Linked DNA regions of Zea mays: region 1 is linked to region 2. Evidence: chromatin contacts called from public Hi-C data. All regions are on one chromosome and are shown on one strand. The core of a region is the stretch at or near the end of the contact, and the rest is flanking DNA. Distances in the headings are between cores, read along the strand shown. Region 1 holds the start of LOC100285564 (dihydroflavonol-4-reductase). Region 2 holds the start of LOC100191856 (chorismate mutase).

The links. A called contact is a pair of places that touch in the nucleus more often than the background predicts.
Region 1: a contact with region 2 is called in a Hi-C map of leaf, with 2.4 times the contacts expected there. The contact joins the promoter of LOC100285564 here to the promoter of LOC100191856 in region 2. A contact is called at or near these places in 12 of 25 Hi-C or Micro-C datasets (bundle sheath, ear, leaf and 1 more).

Annotation. Positions count from the first base shown.
Region 1 is chr5:94,461,380-94,466,961 of Zm-B73-REFERENCE-NAM-5.0, forward strand. It overlaps LOC100285564 (dihydroflavonol-4-reductase), which reads left to right and starts at 2,734. Exons shown (of 6, transcript NM_001158455.2): 1 at 2,734-2,977; 2 at 3,165-3,322; 3 at 3,452-3,637; 4 at 3,755-4,110; 5 at 5,012-5,171; 6 at 5,278-5,582. The coding sequence starts at 2,869. The coding sequence ends at 5,349. LOC118472037 (a long non-coding RNA gene) reads right to left here. Exons shown (of 5, transcript XR_004849520.1): 3 at 5,254-5,582; 4 at 4,749-5,180.
Region 2 is chr5:94,294,743-94,299,768 of Zm-B73-REFERENCE-NAM-5.0, forward strand. It overlaps LOC100191856 (chorismate mutase), which reads right to left and starts at 2,636. Exons shown (of 5, transcript NM_001137280.2): 1 at 2,207-2,636; 2 at 993-1,079; 3 at 760-903; 4 at 551-643. The coding sequence starts at 2,407.

The sequences.
Region 1 (5,582 bases), core at 1,484-3,983, 170 kb after region 2:
GGAGTCTAAAAAATTTTAATATCATTTTTGGACTCTTTACTCGGCGTCGTAGCCTATGGCGCCGAGGTAGCACAGCTTGACGCCATAGGCTATGGCACCGAGGTACGTGCTGCGCTGGCACAAACGGACGTCGTGGCGTCGACGTGGTACCGAGCTCGGCGCCATAGATCTTGGCGCCGAGCTCCATTCTATACAAAAAGCTTGTCTAGCTTAGTCAGTAAAATACAAGGCTCTTAACCTTGTGGTCGTTGGTTCGAGCCCCACGATGGGCGTTTTTTAATACTTTTTGTCTTTGTCACTTATTTGTTTTCTTTTGTCCAGATTTTTCGTTTATGTCGCTGATTTGTCCGTCCATCTTTTTTTTGTTTTTGTGACTAATTTGTTTATTCGTCCAGATTTTTTTTATCCGGTCAGCACAGCGGCTGTGTGCCATAGTGGTCGCAAGCCGTCAACTCCTCCCCTTATTTGCTCAACTAACCACAATAAAAATCGAATAAGAACACTCTTACTTCAATCGTGACCAAATAAAAATATTATATTTTCATTGAGTTCTTTTGAACATAAATTCTAAATACATAATAACATATTCCCAGTAAAAAGAAGCACACATATTTATCTTTTTTTCCTCTGCACTAAATAAAAGTATACTTATTATATACTTGTCTCATGGATGATATATTTTAGAATTTACTACATAAATTACTCCACTAGGTGATACCTAATTCCATTCCCTCCATTTACCATGACGTTTTTCAAACAAATTTAAGTTTTTCAAGTGGACAAAATACTTTGTGAGCTTGTGTCTGTGTGTAGGGGGACTGTACAGTCCCTCACTTTTATATTTAATTTACATACTACTAAACTAAACAGTATAGTTAATCCGCAGATTTAATTAACCTTTCCATTCAATGCTGAGTTCCCATCAAGGGAACGATGCATAGATCTAACCATGCTATTATTTTGTAGGTCACTTTTTGGTTGATAAAGAGAAACATAATTGTTATTCCTATGCTAATCTTCAAATTGCATTTCCAAAAGAAGTTTTAAACATTATAGTCTATTTGCGGTTCAGTTTGATTTTCCTAGGTGTAGGTTAGCTGAGCAAACAAGGGGGAAAGTTGACGGCTCACGGCCACTGTGGCACACAGCCGTTGTGCTCGCCGGATAAACAAAAAAAATATCTGGACGAATAAACAAATTAGTCATAAAAACAAAAAAAATATAGATGAGAAATAAATCTGGACGGACAAATCAGCGACATAAACGAAAAATCTGGACAACAAAAAAAAATCAGTGAAAAAGACAAAAAGTATTAAAAAACATCCACTGTGTGGCTCGAACCCACAACCACTTGTGCTTTACCGACTGAGCTAGACAAGTTTCATGTACACAACTAAGCTCGTCGCCAAGATCTATGGCGCCGAGCTCGATATCACGTCGCCAGCGCAGCACGTACCTCGGCGCCATAGCCTATGGCGTCGAGCTGTGTTACCTCGGCGCCATAGGCTACGGCGCCGAGCAAAGGGTCCAAAAATGACATTAAAATTTTCTAGTGTCTAAACGTGATTTTTTTCCGAGAAAGGACCAAAATGTAAAAAATTCGGTCTAGATGGTTATTGTTAGAGATAATGGTAGTCAAATAGAAGATGTATTTTTGGGTGGGTACGCAAAGGATGTAATGAGTATCCAAAAATGGATGGGTATTAGAGAAAATCCAAAAGAGATGCTAAAACAACCTCAAAATATTTTTTAAGAAAAAAGGACGATAACTCCTCTCCAACAGACGCCTATTGTTTTCCCATTTTTTCGCTTCCCCCGCATCGATAGCTTCCCTCCTGCATATTTGCGGGAACCAGGACTCTCCCTAATCCATTCGCGTGCGTCCGTAGCAGTGGTTTCCCGCGTCTTCTCGCCGTGTGCTTCCTCACTGATATGATATGATCCTCTCCGCCTTCCCTGTCCTGATATGATATGAACCTCTGCCAACTAATATAATATAGGATGTATCTGTATTTTGTTTTAGAAAACCGAATCAGAAACATAGGATTGTAGGTAACAAAAGTCTATCAGTTTAGATGTTTTGGAGTTAGCAAAGATTTGCGTCGGCAGGCACCGAGGATTCGTGCCGACGTGGACGTCGAGGGCCCAGCGATGCATCACCCACTGGCCACTGGTGGCTCCGATCCTTCAGCGCGTCGCACAAGGCCGCGACGTTTCCCTCCCTTTCACCGACCCCGCACGACACTGGCAAGTGGCATGAGCGGAGCCCCACCAAACAACTGCGACGTGTCCGGGCACGTGATCCCTGCTGTGCTTGCAGGGCACCATTTTTTCAGCGTGATTATTATTGCTAGTACTATTACCAGCAGTACAGAAACAGCTGCTGGTGGCTGGTGGCACTGGCAGTCATAAACAAGAGATTAGAGACGGCTTCCTGCACTATTACCTGTACCACACGTTTAACACAATAGGCAGAAAATGATAATGGGATGACGGTTCGCCGTTGGCATTTGTATTCAAGGTTGACAGACACACACACCAGGCGCGGTATCCACTGGTGGTGTTGGTCTTCGTCGCCGTCAAGGTCGTAGCACTCGCGTTTCACATGACGGCCTGGTGCGACCGCGACCGCCTTGAGACACCCGCGTTCTGTGCCATTTCCGCCCCTTCACCGTACCATTTCGTCCCGATTCCGCGGATAAATGCTTGCCCCTATTTGCTCAGCCCGCTCTCGGACGAACCCATTCACCCGTCCGGCCGTCCGTGCGCGGCGCACCCACCCGGCACCGGCACCAGCATCACCGCCCGCCCGGCGCCCGTCACGCTCGAGAGGAGGAGGAAGAAGAAGGGACTGGGCGACAGCGCGCGATGGCCGCCGTCGTGTGCGTCACCGGCGCCGGCGGCTTCATCGGCTCGTGGATCGTCAAGATCCTCCTCGCCCGCGGGTACGCCGTCCGGGGCACCTCCCGCCGCGAAGGTTGGTACGCGCTGGTCGCTGCCTGCTCCTCCCCTCCCTCCCTCTCTCTCCGTTGTCCGTTCCGTCTCCTCTCCTCCTCGCAATCCCAACAAAAGCGCCGGAATGTCTCTGACGTGACGGGTTGTCTTTGGCTGTCGCTTGTGGCGGCGGCTGGATCTCTCGAATCCCGACTCGGCTGGCGGCGCAGCTGCTGACCCCAAGAACGCGCACCTGTGGGCGCTCGACGGCGCGGCGGAGCGCCTCACCATGCTGCAGGTGGACCTGCTCGACCGCGCCAGCCTCCGCGCCGCCTTCCGCGGCTGCGACGGCGTCATCCACACCGCCTCGCCGATGCACGACAACCCCGTAAGCACCGCCGCCCGCCCGCCCGCCCGCCAATGACGAGACCTCGCCTCTTGCCCTCTCCTTGGAAGCAGTACAACACGAGAGCGCAAGGATTAAAACTGAAGCTTCTCATTCACCCCTGGCTTGCAGGAGGAGATCATCGAGCCGATTATCGCCGGGACGCGGAACGTCGTGGAGGCGGCGGCGGACGCCGGCGTGCGGCGCCTGGTGCTGTCCTCCACCATCGGCACCATGTACATGGACCCGCGCCGCGACCCCGACGCCCCGCTCGGCGACTCCAGCTGGAGCGACCTCGAGTACTGCAAGAGCACCGAGGTAAACAAAAAACTCTCGCCCGGCCTGCGAATCAATTAGTACAAAAGAAAGAACCCCCGCTCCGGCGCGCGGCCAGTCCTGAGTCCTGACGCCGTTGGAATGAATGAATTCTCACAGAACTGGTACTGCTACGCAAAGACGGTGGCGGAGCAGGGCGCGTGGGAGGCGGCGCGGGCGCGGGGGCTGGACCTGGCGGTGGTCATCCCGGTGGTGGTGCTCGGCGAGCTGCTGCAGCCCAGTATGAACACCAGCACCCTGCACATCCTCAAGTACCTCACGGGACAGACAAAGGAGTACGTCAACGAGTCGCACGCCTACGTGCACGTCAGGGACGCCGCCGAGGCGCACGTCAGGGTGCTGGAGGCGCCCGGAGCCGGCGGCCGCCGGTACGTCTGCGCCGAGCGCACCCTGCACCGCGGCGAGCTCTGCCGCATCCTCGCCGGACTCTTCCCGGAGTACCCTATTCCGACAAGGTATGGGCATTTTAATAATGGTTTCGTCGTTTCGAACAATGTGCTATCAAAGGAAATAGTGGTGGACTGCTCCAAAAATTCAACTTGTGCACGATGATATTTGAAGAAATCCATGGCCAGGAGGGTTTATGACGAGTAGCCTAGTTGGTCTGCTCAGTAACGACTAGTTAATGTCCTTTGGACAAGGTCAAGAATAGCTCTCCATGGATAGAAAAGTCCATCTGATGATGCTGCACAGTACTTTGTTAGCTACGAGTCAGATGATGGGTATCCATGCTTAGATAAGCCAAGATACTCCACGTAATAGAAAACTGAAACCCGGAGTGCATTTTAGTCATGTGAATGATCATGCGGCCCAGTCTTTTCTTACTCTCTCCGTTCTAATTTATAATTCGCTTGATTTTTTACTCTAAGTTTGACTGACTTATCTTATTTAAAAAATTTATAATTATTGTTATTTTTCGCGGTGATATTGTTTTACTTTAAATGTGGCATTGAATTTTTCAATTTTTCCAAAAAAAATGAATAGGACGAGCCGGTCAGAAAAAACCGAATGAATTTTAATTTAGTAACTGCGCTTGGCTTGCAATTGCAAATGTTATGCTGATAAACTGAAGAGGTAGGTGTGACCGACTGACCGGTGCCTTGGACGATTCCTTAAAAGCAAAGCAATGCCTATTCTTTCCTTTGAAGGCAGCACATGGATGGACGACCCTAGGGGTACCTCAAGGCAAAAAAGAAAAAAAAAACATCACCTTGTTTTGAAGATATAGCAACAACAACATATATACATGGTGTCTGCCTGTCTGGAGTCCCAAACTGCTTCGAGACAAATGCATTTGCTCTTTGCTGTTGCAGCACTACACTGATAGCATGCTATTTTTTTGTTTTGTTTTTGCAGGTGCAAGGATCAGGTGAACCCACTGAAGAAGGGCTACAAGTTTACGAACCAACCTCTGAAGGACCTTGGCGTCAAGTTCACGCCAGTGCATGGGTACCTGTACGAAGCAGTGAAGTCCCTTCAAGACAAGGGGTTCCTCCCGAAGACATCTGGCGCCAAGGTAATAACACTAAAAAAAGAGAACACCCCTTGAAGATCACTTGAACACACAGAGCTTACGTTTCATGTGCACATATTCTTACTGTTGCCTTTTTTTGTTGTTCCAGGTGCCTGAACGACGCAGCTGCCTGCCTCAAACGACATCACAGCCACCACCCGAAATCGTTTCGAAACTTTGAGGTGGATCTGCACACGTGCTCAAACTGGCCATGTGTTTTTTTGTCAGAACAAGCCGTTCATTTGATTGGTTATTAAAAGATTTTGGGCAGTCTGTTCTTACATAGCAAAAATGTCTTGTCTCTGTCTATGGTGCATCCTGTTGCTTTTGCACTACAACTATACACATCCTTGTCTGGGTAGTCTGTTCTTTACATAGCAAAATGCGAAGTCTGCAGGGTGATTTCAGCGATGA
Region 2 (5,026 bases), core at 1,386-3,885:
TGATAGAATACCTTAGTAGCATATACTTATATTTATAACATGCAAATACAATGCTATTCATTTGAAGGAAATTAGGGCTAAAGTTAGTACCTTAGTACCTTAGATCCATTAGCACTAAAAGGTAGCAGCTAAAGTTAGTACTAGTAGATCCAAACAGTCCTGCTAATAAATCTGCTAATTATTAGCTGAAGGGCTGCTAAGTATTAGTTCCATTAGCAGGTTTGGAGTTGCTAATAGGTGCCAATAGTTCATGTTACACTTTCAAATCACTGTCCAACCACCTATTAGCAGGTGGATCCAAACAGCCTCCTGCTAAAACTTAGCTAGCTAAAAAATAGCCGCTATTAGCTAGCTAACTTTAAGTGCTAGCAGATCCAAGCAAGCCCTAAGCTGATTTCTTAGTTGAATTCCAACTATCAAGGTGCACCAATGTGTAGCCTTTGGGAACACCAAACATTTCTTGTATTGCTATACATAATACTACCGAACTTACCAAGCCTGTAAATTTAAGGTAATTTGAGGAAGAGATTGAGATATTCAGTAGATTGACCTTTTCTTTTATTAGTCGACTATATTCTTGAGGAGCGTCTTTGAACTTCACCTCAGCAACATATTTACCAATATGAATTCTTTGTGATAGAACCTACAAGAGACAAACCTTGTATGTTACAGGCATACAGCAATTGTCAATTTCCAATTAAAAGGCTGGCAATTTGCATTTATTCCTGTAGTTAAAGAAATTTTAACATAAACTCATACCTGCAGACACGCTAAATCCAGTGCAACTGTTTGTGCATAGCTGCCATCATCACCATCAACAGTGAATAACGGGAGCAATTCATCAAAATACATTTTCCATATTGCATCATTCACGGTGACCAATGAAGCAAAAGGGTGCAAGACCTAATAAAAAGCAATAGAAGTTCAGCATCTCAGCAATTATCATATCATCAGTTCTTGATATTGCAAGGTTAATGCCTGATGATGTGCACCTTTGGGGAAGGCTTTGTAGGAAAGAGAGGTGAGGGTAGATCTTGAGGGAAGAATGGAACATCTTCTGGCTTTTGATAATGTCCAGCCTACAAGAACTCACATTTGTATTGAGAGATTGCACAAGAGTGTTAACTATTGCAGTATACAAAAATTCACACATGTATTCAGATTGCGAAGAAGATATCACAGAATGTTATTGCTGCAGTATATGTGCAGCAATACCACCAGTAGCCTCTAAACCCTCTGTGATATTTGGCTTGGGTAAGAACATTCTTAACCACTTAAATAAATGTTTTGGCATTCTCCTTGTCCAGTGAAATATCAGTAAACAATGATTGATCATATTAGTTACTCAGTTAGATAAATAACAAGAAGTACATTTTATTTTTTTCGTGCCAAGTGAATTTGAAACGAACAAATAGAGATAGGATTCAGTTCTTCAAATCAACACAGTGGAAAGCCATGTAGAGAAGTGTCAAGGGTGCTCAAAGAACCAAATCCATCTCTACCCCGGTAAGATCTGGGTTTCATCAAGGAGTGATTGCATATAATGTGAACCTAAAAGAAGAAGCACTTATTTCGTACTGAAGTTTTACAGCTGGTTTACTTTACTAGTTAGATCAAACCTAAGTGCTTAAGGGCATCTAGCGTAATGGTTAATGCTTCCGAGTACCACCTCTAGGTCCTGTCTTCTCGATCCCCCTCGAGGGCAAATTTCTGACTTGGTTAAAAAAATCCCTTTGTTGTGCCTCACCCGCCCACCCTTCGGTTGGTCGTTGCAGAGTGGATGGGGCCACGGTTCGAGAATTTTCTCGACCGTAATCATGTTTCGATCTATTTTTAAATATAATATCAGGAGGACGGTCTTTCTCTCTCCGACCAAATTTTTTTTAGATCAAACCTAAGTTGAGCATTTCACCAGACAAAAATAGGTAATCTGCAATGGCGATAACTGTAGCCTCTACGTTTCAGCTGAATTCCAAACACAACCAACGGGGGTGTCTAGGCGTTTAAAAATCTTGCCACCTTGAATCATAGGTAAGCTGACCACGTTTACAATAACAAACGATAGGTTCTGCCCGACCAAGAACTTGAGAGCGCAGTGGTTTGGCCCCATCCGCGTAGTTCCTCATCCAGGCAAGGCAATACAAGTCTTAATAACAGAGGAAACTGAGGGACGAACAAGAAAAGCACGAAAAAGGAAGAGGCTTGCCTTTGCGTTGAGGGCCTCTGCTTCCCGGACGAAGAACTCCACGAGCGAATGTTCTCCAGCGGTGGCGGCGGGCGCGTAGGCTGGCGCGTTCCGCGGATGCCGGGCGCGCTCGATGAGCGCGAACACCACGGAGTCCTCCAGCCGCACCAGCGCGTCGCGCACCGCGGCCAGGCTTAGCTGGTCGCCGCCCGCCGCGTCCATAGCGAGTAATGGATCGGAGTGTCGGAGGGAGGGCTAGAACGAATGGGGGTCGGTCGTCAGCCAAGCGTGAACTGCGGCCTGCTGGTGGGTTGCCTGGTGCAGTGGGGAAAGGCGCGTGGTTTGGGCCTCCCACACGGCGGTGGTGGTTGCAGTGGTGTTGACGCGGATGGCGAGTCGGCGACTTGTGGTCAGTCCACCCGTCCAGACCGTTGGTGGAAATGGTCGGAGTGGCCAATCACCAATGGGACCCAAGATGACCGGTTTTCTCCATCTCCAAGCTCCAAGTGCAGTACTGCAGTGACCGCTCAAGCGTGGAAACAGAAAAAAGACATGGTCAGCGGCTGATCAAGCCTAACACCAACTATAGCAGCGTGGAATGGAGTATTTGAGAGATTTGAGGTGTGTAAGCGTGAGTATGCGTGATATGGTGGCGGGTATAAATATCCTTGTAATCGAACGACCAGACATTCAAAAAAACTACTATTACTGAATCAAAAACACTGAAATAACAAAACAGTATTGTTGATAGTCACCTAGAAGCGGTGAATATGTGATACCTGAAATTCACAACTTAAACACAAACTTGGCACACAAATTAAAAGTTAGTACAAAACTAGATCCATAAGAGTGAGAAGGAGAGAAGTTCTTGCACTTGGTTGCTCACAACATTGCGGAATTAATTTGAGCAATATTACATGTGAAAAATGAAACAAGAACTTAAGAGTGAATCCTAATGAAAATAGAGCACACAAGACACAATGATTTTTCTCGTGGCTCCATCAAGCCTCAAATGCTTGTCTACTCCATGTTGTGGTGTCTCAACTGACGAGGGTTGCACTCAATATCTCTCAAGTGATCCAATGATCACCTTAAGCCCACAATCTTCATTATCAAATATAGATCTCCTCGCAAGGATCTCCACAGATCGGAGTCTCTTGCAGTCATACACAAGTTCAATAGAAGTTGCAACTCCAAATAACAGCAAGAGGGAGGAGTAGAACACAACGCAAGAGCAAAACACAGCCACACGACATAAGAATGCAGATCTCGAAAGCACGCTCTCACAAGAATGTCTAGAACTACTCAGAACAGTGATCAGGTCTATGTAGAATGACAAGAATGTGTTGTGGTAGCCATTGGAGTTTCCTCCAAAAACTGCTCTGCGCAGTGGCGCACTAGATCAGTCCGGTGCACCACCGGACCGAGAAGAGTAGTAAGCCTCTGGTATCTTGATTGGGACCTTCCAATTTGGGCCATCACGTGTTGCCCTACCGTTGATGTAATCGTTACGCACTGAAGTAGTCGTTACCACGTGAAAGGGAAATAGCCTCAACCATCTCCTATAATCGATTTTGGTGTTTGACGACCATCACAAAACTTATGGACTAACTAGTTTGCCTAGTTGGTCTTTTCTCCGATGCATAAAGTTCATATACATTTGTAAGGAAAATGGACCCTTAGGTCGTTTCTATAAATATGGGGCGAATCAGACTTGCACCAGCCTGCAATGCACCGGACAGTGTTCGGTGCCTAGGCTGGTGCGCCCAACGGACAGACCGCTCTCGGAAAAAACTCAGCGCTCCGCGGCTATAATTCACCGGACTGTCCGGTGTGCACCGAACTGTCCGGTGAGCCCACGGCCAACGGTCAACTTCGCCAATGGTCGACTGCCACCGGAGTCAGAAACCGTCAGAAAGTCATAAACGGTCAGGCGTCAGGTCGCACCGGACTGTCCGGTGCGCCACAGGGGCAGGCGGATCCAACGAATGACTGCTACACATGCCAACGGTCGAGTGACGTGGCAGGCACCGGACAATGAATAGTGTCGTGTACGGTGTGCACCGGACTGTCTGGTGCACCCGTCTACAGAAAGCTGCTCCTTTCTCTCCAACGGTTATAATTGTGGTGGGGGTTATAAATACAACCCCAACCACCTCCATTCAGCACACCCAAGCATTCAATGCATCCACATTCAATACAAGAGCAAGGAATTCATTCCAAGACACATTCAAAGCTTCCAATCATCTCCAAGTCCCACAATTAAGACAAGGGATCAATAGTGATTAGTGACTTGAGATAGTGTGATTCGTGTTTTATTTGTTGCTCTTGTTGCTTGACTTTTTAATCATGCTTTCTTCATCTCCTTCTAAACTCTCTAAGTGACTTGTAAAGCTAGCAAGAGACACCTTAGTGTGTGGTGATCCTTGCGGGATCTTTGTGATCCTTGAGATTAAGAAGAAGCACTCAATCGGTCTAGATGATCGGTTGAGAGAGGGAACCGAACCTCGGGAAACAAATCGTTGTGTTCATTTGCTTTGATCATTAACTTGTGATTTGATTCTCCCTCTCCCCTCTCTCTAAAAGTTCTCTTGCTCACAATCCTATGAGTTAGCTCCCAAAGTTATCTACATTGATTGAACAACTCATAGCAAGAAGAACTCTCTTCCGCACTCCGTATTCATTATTATTTGTTTCTAATCCTAACCCTAGGTGAAGTACGTGTTCAAAGTGTATAATTTACAGGTTTCATCTATTCACCCCCCCCCCATCTAGGAGACTTTCAATTGCTATCAAAGCCCAGTACTTCATTAGAGTCTAACAACTAGAAGTAATGTCGGG